Regions from separate parts of the Capsicum annuum genome. Here region 2 is linked to region 1. A link is a contact called in public Hi-C data. All regions are on one chromosome and are shown on one strand. Each heading gives the region's core, a stretch centred on a gene start, on an enhancer-like site or on the middle of the called end of the contact. The rest is flanking DNA. Distances are from core to core; before and after follow the strand shown.

Region 1 (5,246 bases), core at 1,359-3,858:
TAAAAAGAGAGGTGATTTTGATGAGATATTCTCTCCATTTGTGAAGATGTCATCCATTCGTATGGTTCTAGGCTTAGTTGCAAGTCTAGATTTAGAGATTGAGCAAATGGATGTTAAAACTGCTTTTCTCCATGGTGACTTAGATGAAAAAATCTATATGGAGCAACCCAAAGGTTTTGAAGTCAAGAGAAAAGAGAATTATGTTTGCAAATTGAAGAAGAGCTTGTATGTTTGAAACAAGCTCCTAGGTAGTGGTACAGGAAGTTTGGTTCCTTTATGAGTCAGCAGGGCTTCAAGAAGACTACTTCAGACCATTGTGTTTTCGTTCAAAAATTCTCTGATGGGGACTTTATTATTGTTTTGCTTTATGTTGATGACATGCTTGTTGTTGGTCATAATGCTTGTAGAATTCAAAAGTTGAAACAAGAGTTGAGTAAGTCTTTTTCTATGAAAGACTTAGAACTAGCAAAGCAGAATCTTGGCATGCAGATTGTCCGTGATAGAAAGGCCAAAAAATTGTGGTTATCACAAGAGAAGTACATTCAGAAAGTACTTCGAAGGTTTAACATGGACAAGGCTAAGGTTGTCAGTACACCTTTAGCTATGCACTTTAAGTTGAGCACGAAGCAGTGTTCTTCCAGTGATGATGAGAAGGAAGATATGAAGAAAGTTCCTTATGCTTCAATTGTTGGTAGTTTGATGTATGCAATGATTTGCACAAGATCGGATATTACTCATGTTGTTGGTGTTGTTAGTAGTTTTCTTTCTAATCTGGGAAGAGAACATTGAAATGTTGTGAAGTGGATTATAAGATATCTTTGTGGCACTTCTAGTCTGAGTTTGTGTTTTGGTAAAGGGAAGCCTATTCTTTGTGGTTATACTGATTTAGATATGACTGGTGATGTTGATACTCAAGTCTACTTCAGAGTATTTGGTTACTTTTGCAGGGGGAGTTGTGTCTTGGCAATCTAGGTTGCAAAAATGTGTTGCTCTATCTACTACAAAAGCTAAACTTATTGCTACCGTTGAAGCTTGTAAAGAATTGCTTTGGATGAAGAGATTCTTGGGGAAACTTGGTTGTGCTCAAGAGAGGTATGTGCTTTTATTGCGACAGTCAAAGTTCTATATATCTTGGCAAGAATTCTACATTTCATGGTCGGTCTAAACACATTGATGTGAGATACCATTGGATTCGGGATGTGTTGGATTCTAAGTTGCTTAAACTTGAGAAGATTCATACGAATAATAATGATTCTGACATGATGACTAAAGATTTTCCAAGAGGGAAGTTTGAAGATTGTTGCATGACCGCCGGGATGACGGTCTCCTCCACATAGTCCGGAGGGGGAGAATTATTGGGTCATGGATTTTTTTTCCTTTCTATGTGGATAAATGAAGCCCAATTTGGACCAACCCACTTTTGCCCATAGGCTCATTACTATAGGGCATATATATTGATATTTTTTAGGTCTTATTCACAATCCACAAAAGAGTTTTTCAGCAGCCAAAGTGAGAAAACAAAGCTGATTTTTGCACCTAAAATTTCAGCCACAGAAGTCAACTTCAAATTGCGATTTTCGCTTTGTTTCTTGTCCGATTGAGCTGATTTTTTGACATTTTATTCCTCTCATCTCAATCTTTGATTAGAAACTGACGGAGGTGGATTTGATGGCCTTTAACTCCTGTTCTTCATTTTCGAACAGTAGCTGCATTTTTTGTGTTTGTGCTTCTTTTTATTCTCTAGTTTAGTGCTATCTTTGTTGTGTTGTTGCTCGTTGTTTGGCACTTGTTTGGTGGCAATTTTGGAGAACAATATTGTAACTCTTTGGTGATTGTGGTGGAGATTTTGGTCCCGTAATTTTTTACTCTTCACACACTGAAGAGTTTTCCACGTAAATTTGGTGTCTCTTGTTCTTGGTTTTATTCTTGTGTTATCGTATTTGTGTGGTGATTTATTTGTTGTTATGTTACTTTGTTTTGCTTGATTTGCTTGTCTCCTCTTGGTTCAAATTGAGAGGAAAAGTTTAGACTTAGGTATTCTTCCGCTGCTATCCTGTCGGACTTTTTGATTGTGCCTTTGCCTTTCCCAACACAAATTCCTATTTAAAAAAAATTGTACCTTTTTTTTTGGTTTTTCATGTTTTTGGTGTCTGTATGTAATTTGACTAGATCTGATATGGAGTGGGATTAGGAAGAATAAACATTGGGATTAGGAAGAATAAACATTCTCTAATAAAGGTGACTTGTATCCAATAGGTACGAACTCAAAAAAATTATTTAAGAATGAAAAGAAATACTTTCGTTTAAAAAAGAATTACCTATTTTTCTTATTAATTTATTTCAAAAAGAATGATTCATTTTTTTTTATAATACTTTAATTTCAACTTGACACATGATATGTTTAAAATTATAAAATTAAAAAGATATTTTGATGCATTTGATATAACTTTAATTTATTATTATAAGATTTATTTTTATTTTTATTTTTATTTTAAATGTCGTATTCGTTTTGAAACGGAGTGTGTAATATCTTTTGCTAGAGCTCTTCATTGACTTTTGACTTTTCTTCCACCAAGTCTACGCAGTTTCTTCCCTTTGGAAAAAGACCGAATCTTCCTTCCAATTAACGCAGTGTCGGCCTTTTCATAGAAATATCCAGGAACTTTCTTAAGCAGAAAAAATTGATCACACATATGTTACTGCCTACTTGTCCTAAAGTTCACTTCATTATTTCTTGACTCGCCCTGCAGCTGTAGATTATGTCCATTAGACTATGTAAGTTTCTATCTGCTCAAGTTATTGTTTTTTATATACTTGTATCCATACGTTTTTTTTAAAGTTAGATTTAGGTCCGTGGACCATTTTTTATTTATTCAAGCATATGTACAGCAAAAGGCCGAATGCCAAAAAAATCCAAACGGAAAATAAAGAGGTACTAGTTTTGGTTTTAGTTCCTTTTATATCAGTTTTGATGTGTTAAGTATTTGTCCTAATTTTCTTACAATATCCCAATTCATTTAGTCGAAGGGCAGGCAAAACACTTTTGTAAGTGGTATCTCTTCATGCTCCTTCTCATGACTTCATAACATGGAGAAATATTCTTTGATATTTTTCATATTTTTACTAGTAAATTATTGAGTTAGAGAATTCCTGGATATACCATTATATATCTTTTTGAATAAATTTTCGTTTTTCTAGTACTTGAATTGTAATTACAACCACTACGTCTCACTCCAGAACAAGTTGAGGATACTTGAACTATAATTCCGACTTCAAATTTTGCACTATTCACTTTCACATTCACGTCTTTCATTTGGAATGTTTTTCCCTTTCGCCCTATAATATGTTTTTGTAGTTAATGTAAGCTAGTTACTATTGTTGATCATTCTGTTTTTCAACAGAGCTGAAATTTCTGAGCATCCAGTATAACAGAAGCTCAATATGATTAATCTCAAGCAGGACAAATATGTAAGGTTAGTTCAATCAGCCTTCCATACCAAGTAATGTGCAATTAATTATTTTTGTTTTGACTTATTGAATAGCGGCATGAGCTAAAAAGATCTATTATCAGAGGCTGACATAAATATCATGATACGATTCGAGCTACATGCAAGAAGAATTAATGCTAAAAGATAAATTAATCGATGAAACTAACAAGATAGGACCACAATGGGAAGTGAATAACAAAAAGAATCTTATTAGACCCTAATTTGATCTTTTTTGTAACAATTTGGTACATGAACCAACTAATTTTGGATTTGTATTAATCTTTTTGCTTGTTTTATATGTACTTAGGTTTGAGGACCGGAAGTCAGAACAATCATCATTTAGCATTGACGGTCAAAATTCTCAGGATAATAGGCATTTTCATGTCAGAAAACCGTCGTTTAGCTCGTTAATGAGCAGCTTCAAAAGAAGGCTAGAGAGGGGTTCTGAAAGAATTAGTAGCTTGAGAAAATCAATTCGAGTCTATCCTATAACTGATAAGCCAACAAAAGATCAATCTGTCGCATCAAAGATGAAAGTTCTTGATCCTCAGGGGAGATTTCTTCAGCAATGGAACAAAGTATTTGTACTAGTTTGTGTAATTGCGGTGTCATTGGATCCGTTGTTCTTCTATATTCCTGTCATTGACAATGAAAATAAGTGTCTCGATTTGGACAAGACGTTAAAGATCACTGCTTGTGTTCTGCGTTCTATCACTGATCTTTTCTATATTAATCACATTATCTTGCAATTTCATACTGGCTTCATTGCTCCCACTTCTCGAGTTTTTGGAAGGGGTGAGTTGATTGAAGATTCTGCTGCTATAGCCAAGCGATATTTGTTATCTTATTTCACTGTTGACGTTGTAGCAGTCCTTCCACTCCCACAGGTTTGTGTCCTCAAAAGCTTGTGTTTTTTGGCATTCTCTTAACTTAAGAGAATATGATATTGACAAATTTAACCTTATTTTTGTGCAGATTGTGATACTGCTTATCACTCCCAACGTGAAAGGCCCAATTGCTCTGGCAACAAAAGAAATGTTGAAAATTGTCATATTTGTTCAATATGTTCCAAGAATTTTTAGAATTTATCCCTTGTACAAAGAAGTAACAAGGACTTCGGGCTTATTTACGGAAAGTGCATGGGGTGGAGCTGTTTTCAACCTTTCCCTCTACATGCTAGCTAGTAACGTAAGTTCCCTTCAACCAATAGACAAATCACAAAAACATAAAAAATAGAGGTAATGATCAAAAATACATCGGAACTATCACTTTTTCGCAAGCTTCACACCCCAACTATCAGTTATTCCCTTTTACTTGTAATTATCTTTTAGAGTTATGGTCAAAAATACACATCTGAATTATCACTTTTTCACGAGTTTCATACCCAACAATCGGTTCCAATAAGATTTAAGTCTTGAACAAAAAAACCTGTTTAATAGGTGCAAATGTATGATCTCAGGTAGTTGGGGCCTTTTGGTATTTGTTCTCAGTAGAACGCCAAGATACATGCTGGCGCAGTGCGTGTGACAAGATTCCTGACTGTTCTTCAGACTACTTATATTGTGGAGCGAAAATGAATGGAAATGCGTCCTTACTGAACTCCTCTTGCCCTTTCCTGCAACAAGAAGATATAAAGGATGCAAATGACTTTGATTTTGGAATCGCTCTTGATGCTCTTCAGTTCCGGGTTGTGGAAAAAAGAAAATTATGGACCAAACTCTTCTATTGCTTTTGGTGGGGGCTGAGAAACTTAAGGTC
Region 2 (5,246 bases), core at 845-3,344, 510 kb before region 1:
AATTGGTATCGTTGGAAAGCTAACTCGAAGACCTATCATTTGACTCATAATAGGCTCTCTAATTCGACATATACAGAGAGTTATGGTCGATGGAAGCTGACACAAATTACAACATCTACTAAAACTTAATCGATCAAAATAGTTTCGACTCGTCCTTGAGTTGAAGGACCTCTATGGTCTAAATTCAAGCTTGAATGGATTCACATACTACACAAATAATTAACATGCCATATTAGCATAGGATTTATGGATTCGATATTATCAACGCATCGGAATCATGGTCTATATTGTAGCCTGAAATGCGGGGCGTTACAAGGTCACTCGACTACTGAGGCCATTCACCTTGTGAGAAGATTAATGGAGTAGTTTCGGGAGAGGAAGAAACACTTGGGCATGGTATTCATTGATCTTGAGAATACATATGACAATGTCTCTAGGAAGATTCTGTGGATATGCTTAGAGGCTAGAGGGATGCCCGTGGTGTATACTAAGTTTATTCCAAACATGTATGATGGTGCGAAGACTCGTGTGAGGACAGTAGGTGGAGATTCAAAGCACTTTTCTATTTTGATAGGGTTGCACCAGGGATTGACTCTTAGCCTATTTTTATTTGTCTTGGTGATGGATGTTTTGACGCAACATATTCAGGAGGAGGTGCCTTCGTGTATGTTATTTACTGATGATGTTGTAGTTATTGATGAGAGTTGGGGAGGAGTTAATGATATGTTGGATATTTGAAGATAGAACCTTGAGTATAAAGAATTTTGGTTGAGCAGGATCAAGATAGAGTACTTGAAATGCAAGTTTAGAGATCCGTCACAGAAGGCTGACGTGGTAGTGAAGCTGGATTCTCATTCTATTCAGAAGAGGAATAGTTTCAAGTATTTGGGGTCTATGATTCAGGGAAATAGTGAAATTGACCAGGATGCCACACATCGTAGTAGTGTAGGGTGGTTGACATGGAGGCTCCTTTAGGAGTCTTATGTGATAAGAGGGTGTCTCCGAAGCTTAAAAGATAAGTTCTACAGAGTGACAGTCCGACCAACTATTGTATGGATCGTTGTGTTGGCCAGTGAAGAACTCCTACATTCAAAATTTAAAGGTGGCGAGGATAAGGATATTGCGATGGATGTGAGGCCTTACCAAGAGAGATACACTTAGGAATGAGATTATTCTGGAGAAGGTAAGAGTGGTTTCAGTGCAGGACAATATGCGAGAAATAAGATTACGTTGGTTCGAACACGTGATGAAGAGGGACTCGGATGCTCCAGTACGGAGGTGTGAGATGCTACATATAGATGGTTTTAGGTAGGTCGAAGAAATATTGAAGGAAGGCGATTAGACATGATACAGAGTAGTTACATCTTACGGAGGACATAACCCTTAATAGAAAGGCGTGGAGGTCGCAGATTAGAGTTAGGGGGTAGGAGTGCATTTGTAACAGTAGGGGGAGTACTTTGTTTGCGTATGGAATTCCTTGTTCGTGGTTCGGTGATGTCTATGATTTCGAATAGATAGTTTATAGTATTACCTTGTGGTTGTATTCTTCGTTGTATTAGCTAGCAGTGTTAGTTTATTTTGCATACTATATTGGTTTATATGCTTTTATGTTTGTGTTTGATATACTATTATTTGTCCTGAGTCGAAGGTCTATCGAAAACAATCTCTCTACTTCACTAAGATAGCGGTATGATCTGCGTACAATTTACTCTCCCAAGACCCCACTATGTGGGAATACAATGGGTATGTATTTGGTGTAAGTTGTAAAAACTTGTCCAATTTGTGAAGTCAAAAGATTTATCATATTTTACAATATTATTCTTATCATTAAATGACTATATAAGATATCAATACTGAAATTTTAATTTTCAAAGCATAACTAAAAAAGTTAATTTTGTAAATTAAATCAGTAATAAATGTGTTGTTAATAAAAATGTCAAACTGATTAGAGAAAAAATAAATAAAATCCAAATTCTATATTTTTAAATAATTTGAATCAAATTTATTTTAATTGTTCTTATGTGATTCGACGTGTCCACTAATCAATAGATTAATTAGCTTGCTTTTACATAATTTGACATGGTTGAAAGGGTAAATTTCTCGCAGCAGTTGTGTTCGATAAAAAAAGAATGGCCAAGAAGAGAAGCAAACAAGTGGTTTCTGCGAGCTCGAGCCAACGATCCCAACCACTCAAGCCCTCATCACGCAGCTCAGTAAAGTCTCACACAAATCGACAGCGTGGGGTCACCACCACCTTCTGCATTTTATTCTTCATCGTTTCTTTACTAATTTACCGTCAAAAGTACTCCAACACTGCTTCTACTACTGTTGTTGATGATGCTGACAAGCCTTATGTTTACCAACGCGCCCTCGTTAAAACCGATTCAACTTACAGTGATATTCTCAATGTAACATATTCTTACCCTCCCCCAATTTGATTTCTTTTCGTTTTGTATGTTTTTTTTAATTATTTGGTGAGTTTTCAAGACTTGCAGGAGAATACTAACGTTTCGGAAAATATTAGTCGGCGGCATTTTGAAAATCCCATTCTGGCCTATATCACTCCATGGTATTTGCATTTGTTCTACACTTTGTTGAATCGTGTTTAATTATTCTTGATTTGTATATGTTGAAATCCACCTTTTCCTTTTATCTTTGTGATGTTTGGTGTTAGAAGATTAGAAAATCTTAATTTGTTTTGGACTCTAAAGAAATTGTCGTATTTGAGGAAAGTAGTTTTTGAAGTAAAAAATGATATTTCAGAATTGGAGCTGTGTCAATACAAATTGGAGTTCTTTTTGAGTTGTTGTGATTAATTTGGAGTGGAAAAAAAGCGAAAACAACTTTTTGGTGTTTTAAAAATTCCTAAAATTCCAAAATTCAACTTCAATTCCCCATTTTTCCGGAATCTTATACCCAGATGTGTTTGTCGGAGTTCAACTTGGCCAAATTCCCCCTGAATCGATCTAGAATATAATACATGGTATGGGTAATCTTCAAAATATCATGTACTTAAACAAGAAACTGTTTTAGAGTTGCATTTCAACTAAGTCTTGATAGAGGAGAATGGTTGTAGTTGGTTGACAACTAATCTAAAAGTAGTTGTTGATACAATCCAAGGAGAACCACACCCGAAAGCTAGCTATTGAGGTGGGAGAAATCAACCTATATAAGCTCCACATCAACTCCCCATGTAGTCGATGTAGGACTTAAGTCCTATACCTTGCAACAGGATCACAACAAACCACCACGCTCTGTATTCGTCGTCCTCAGTGGCTCCACCCTAGGTAGCTTTTACTCTACCACAATTAGGTAGGTGTTAGTCATGGATGAAAGCTGCAATATTGGTGTCACCATCCATGGCACTTTCGGGATGGAGGGTGGTGGGTCGCTTTGATACCATCAACACAATCCAAGGAGAACCACAACCCCAAAGCTAGAGCCCATGGCTATATACGCCCCACATGAACTCCCCATTTAATCGAAGTGGGAATCAAGTCCCATACCTTTCAATAAGTTTATAACAAATATAATAAATCCTCATAGGAGGAATGAGTATAAAGACTTCATTAGTCGGTCCCAACTATTGTGTAGTTTTTCTTTTCTTTTCTTTTTTTTTAAATAAAGGGACTATTTTCTGAGGGGAATGTTTGTCAATGTTTGGAGGATTCAAGTGATGGGATAAATGTGATGAAATTTAGAACTTAGAAGTTTGGGTATGGAGAACTTTTCCTAGCTTGTTTCTGTTCATTTTTGCATTAAATTATATTGAATAGAAAATTCTTAGAAGTGCCAATACCTCTTCTCCAACCTTGCTAACTGCTAAAAAGATATTGTTTTGATACTGATAGATATAGTTTTGGATTCTACAGTTCATGATGGTATGATCAATGGTGCAGGAATTCAAAAGGCTATGACCTGGCAAAGAAGTTCAGTTCTAAAATCACACATCTGTCACCTGTTTGGTATGATCTGAAGAAGTAAGTGAACTCATGATCACCTTAACTGTATATAGTAAGTGTACCTTGGAGATGCGTTGTAGCATTTGCAGTTAGCTGAAACTAAGTGATATCTTGCTATTCAACTGGCTCGGTGACATTTCCCATGAGATGATAATATCAAAAACCTAATCCTTCCCTTGAGAACCGAGACTAGACTATTATCCTTAGTTTTATTTTGTTGTTTTTCTCTATCTCCACCAGGTCCTGCTTCTATCAAATAAATGAAAACAATGAATCAAAGTTTAATTTATTATAGGAATGAGTACTGCTTTAGCAGGACTTCAACATCAGGAATACTTTTCAATCCTTTATGATCAAAAAAGCTGTTTAATATCTTTATCTTTTGTACTTGCTGATGCCAGTGAGGGAAGTAAACTAGTTCTGCATGGAAGACATAATGCTGATAGAGGATGGATTTCAGACATTCGAATGAAAGGAAATGCTCTGGTAAGGTAGCCAACCACATTAAATGTAGATTATCACAGATACGTAGTGTAATTATGGCCCTTATACAATTGAAGCATAGAGAAAAGACCAAAAGGTGGAAACATTTCATCAGGAGTCAAATTTGGGTTGACATGTTGCATTATTTGCTTTGAATTCGTTCCTTGACCACTGTATCTGAATTCTAGTAAGCAGAGGAGGTTGGGGGTTGGTGTGCATGGGGAAGGGATGGAGTGCACAAAAGCAACTGGAGTTCTGTTTGGTTATACTTGTTCGATCACTTATTATCAAGAAAGTTTTTTCTTGAAACTGTTTCAGTTTCCTAACTGGTCCGTTGACTAGAAAAGGCCTATAGGGCTGGTGCTAACAGCTGAGAATTAGCTAATCCTCTAATCTTTACCACATTTAATTGTTCAGTTTCAACATGTCAGCTAGTGTCGGGTTATCAGCTAGTTTAATGTTTTTATTTCTGCCCTCAATCTATAGATTTTGCCTAGAGTTGTCCTGGAGGCGAATCCGCTGGACTTGCTTGAGAAGAAGAGGCTTAGGGAGAAAGCAATCAACCTTATCATAACAGAATGCAAGTAAGTCTATTAGCATGTCTTTTATGTCAAGTACATTTTCTTCATCCGCATATTCTGAGATCCTCTTATCTTATGTAGGGAAATGGAGTATGATGGTATTGTACTTGAGTCTTGGTCAAGATGGGTAGCTTATGGCATCTTGCATAATTCAGATATGAGAAATCTGGTTAAGTGCTGACCTTCTCTATTTTTTAAAATTATTTTCCTTTTAGTAATA

The links. A called contact is a pair of places that touch in the nucleus more often than the background predicts.
Region 2: a Hi-C map of leaf shows a contact between it and region 1, with 2.3 times the contacts expected there. The contact joins the promoter of LOC107877798 here to the promoter of LOC107877796 in region 1. A contact is called at or near these places in 3 of 5 Hi-C or Micro-C datasets (bud, leaf and placenta).

What each region holds. Positions count from the first base shown.
Region 1 is chr5:148,591,700-148,596,945 of UCD10Xv1.1, reverse strand. It overlaps LOC107877796 (cyclic nucleotide-gated ion channel 1), which reads left to right and starts at 2,608. Exons shown (of 9, transcript XM_016724523.2): 1 at 2,608-2,775; 2 at 3,402-3,473; 3 at 3,796-4,375; 4 at 4,464-4,676; 5 at 4,948-5,243. The coding sequence starts at 3,442.
Region 2 is chr5:149,100,746-149,105,991 of UCD10Xv1.1, reverse strand. LOC107877798 (chitinase domain-containing protein 1) reads left to right here and starts at 2,094. Exons shown (of 8, transcript XM_016724525.2): 1 at 2,094-2,408; 2 at 2,496-2,569; 3 at 3,900-3,980; 4 at 4,364-4,448; 5 at 4,932-5,029; 6 at 5,108-5,195. The coding sequence starts at 2,130.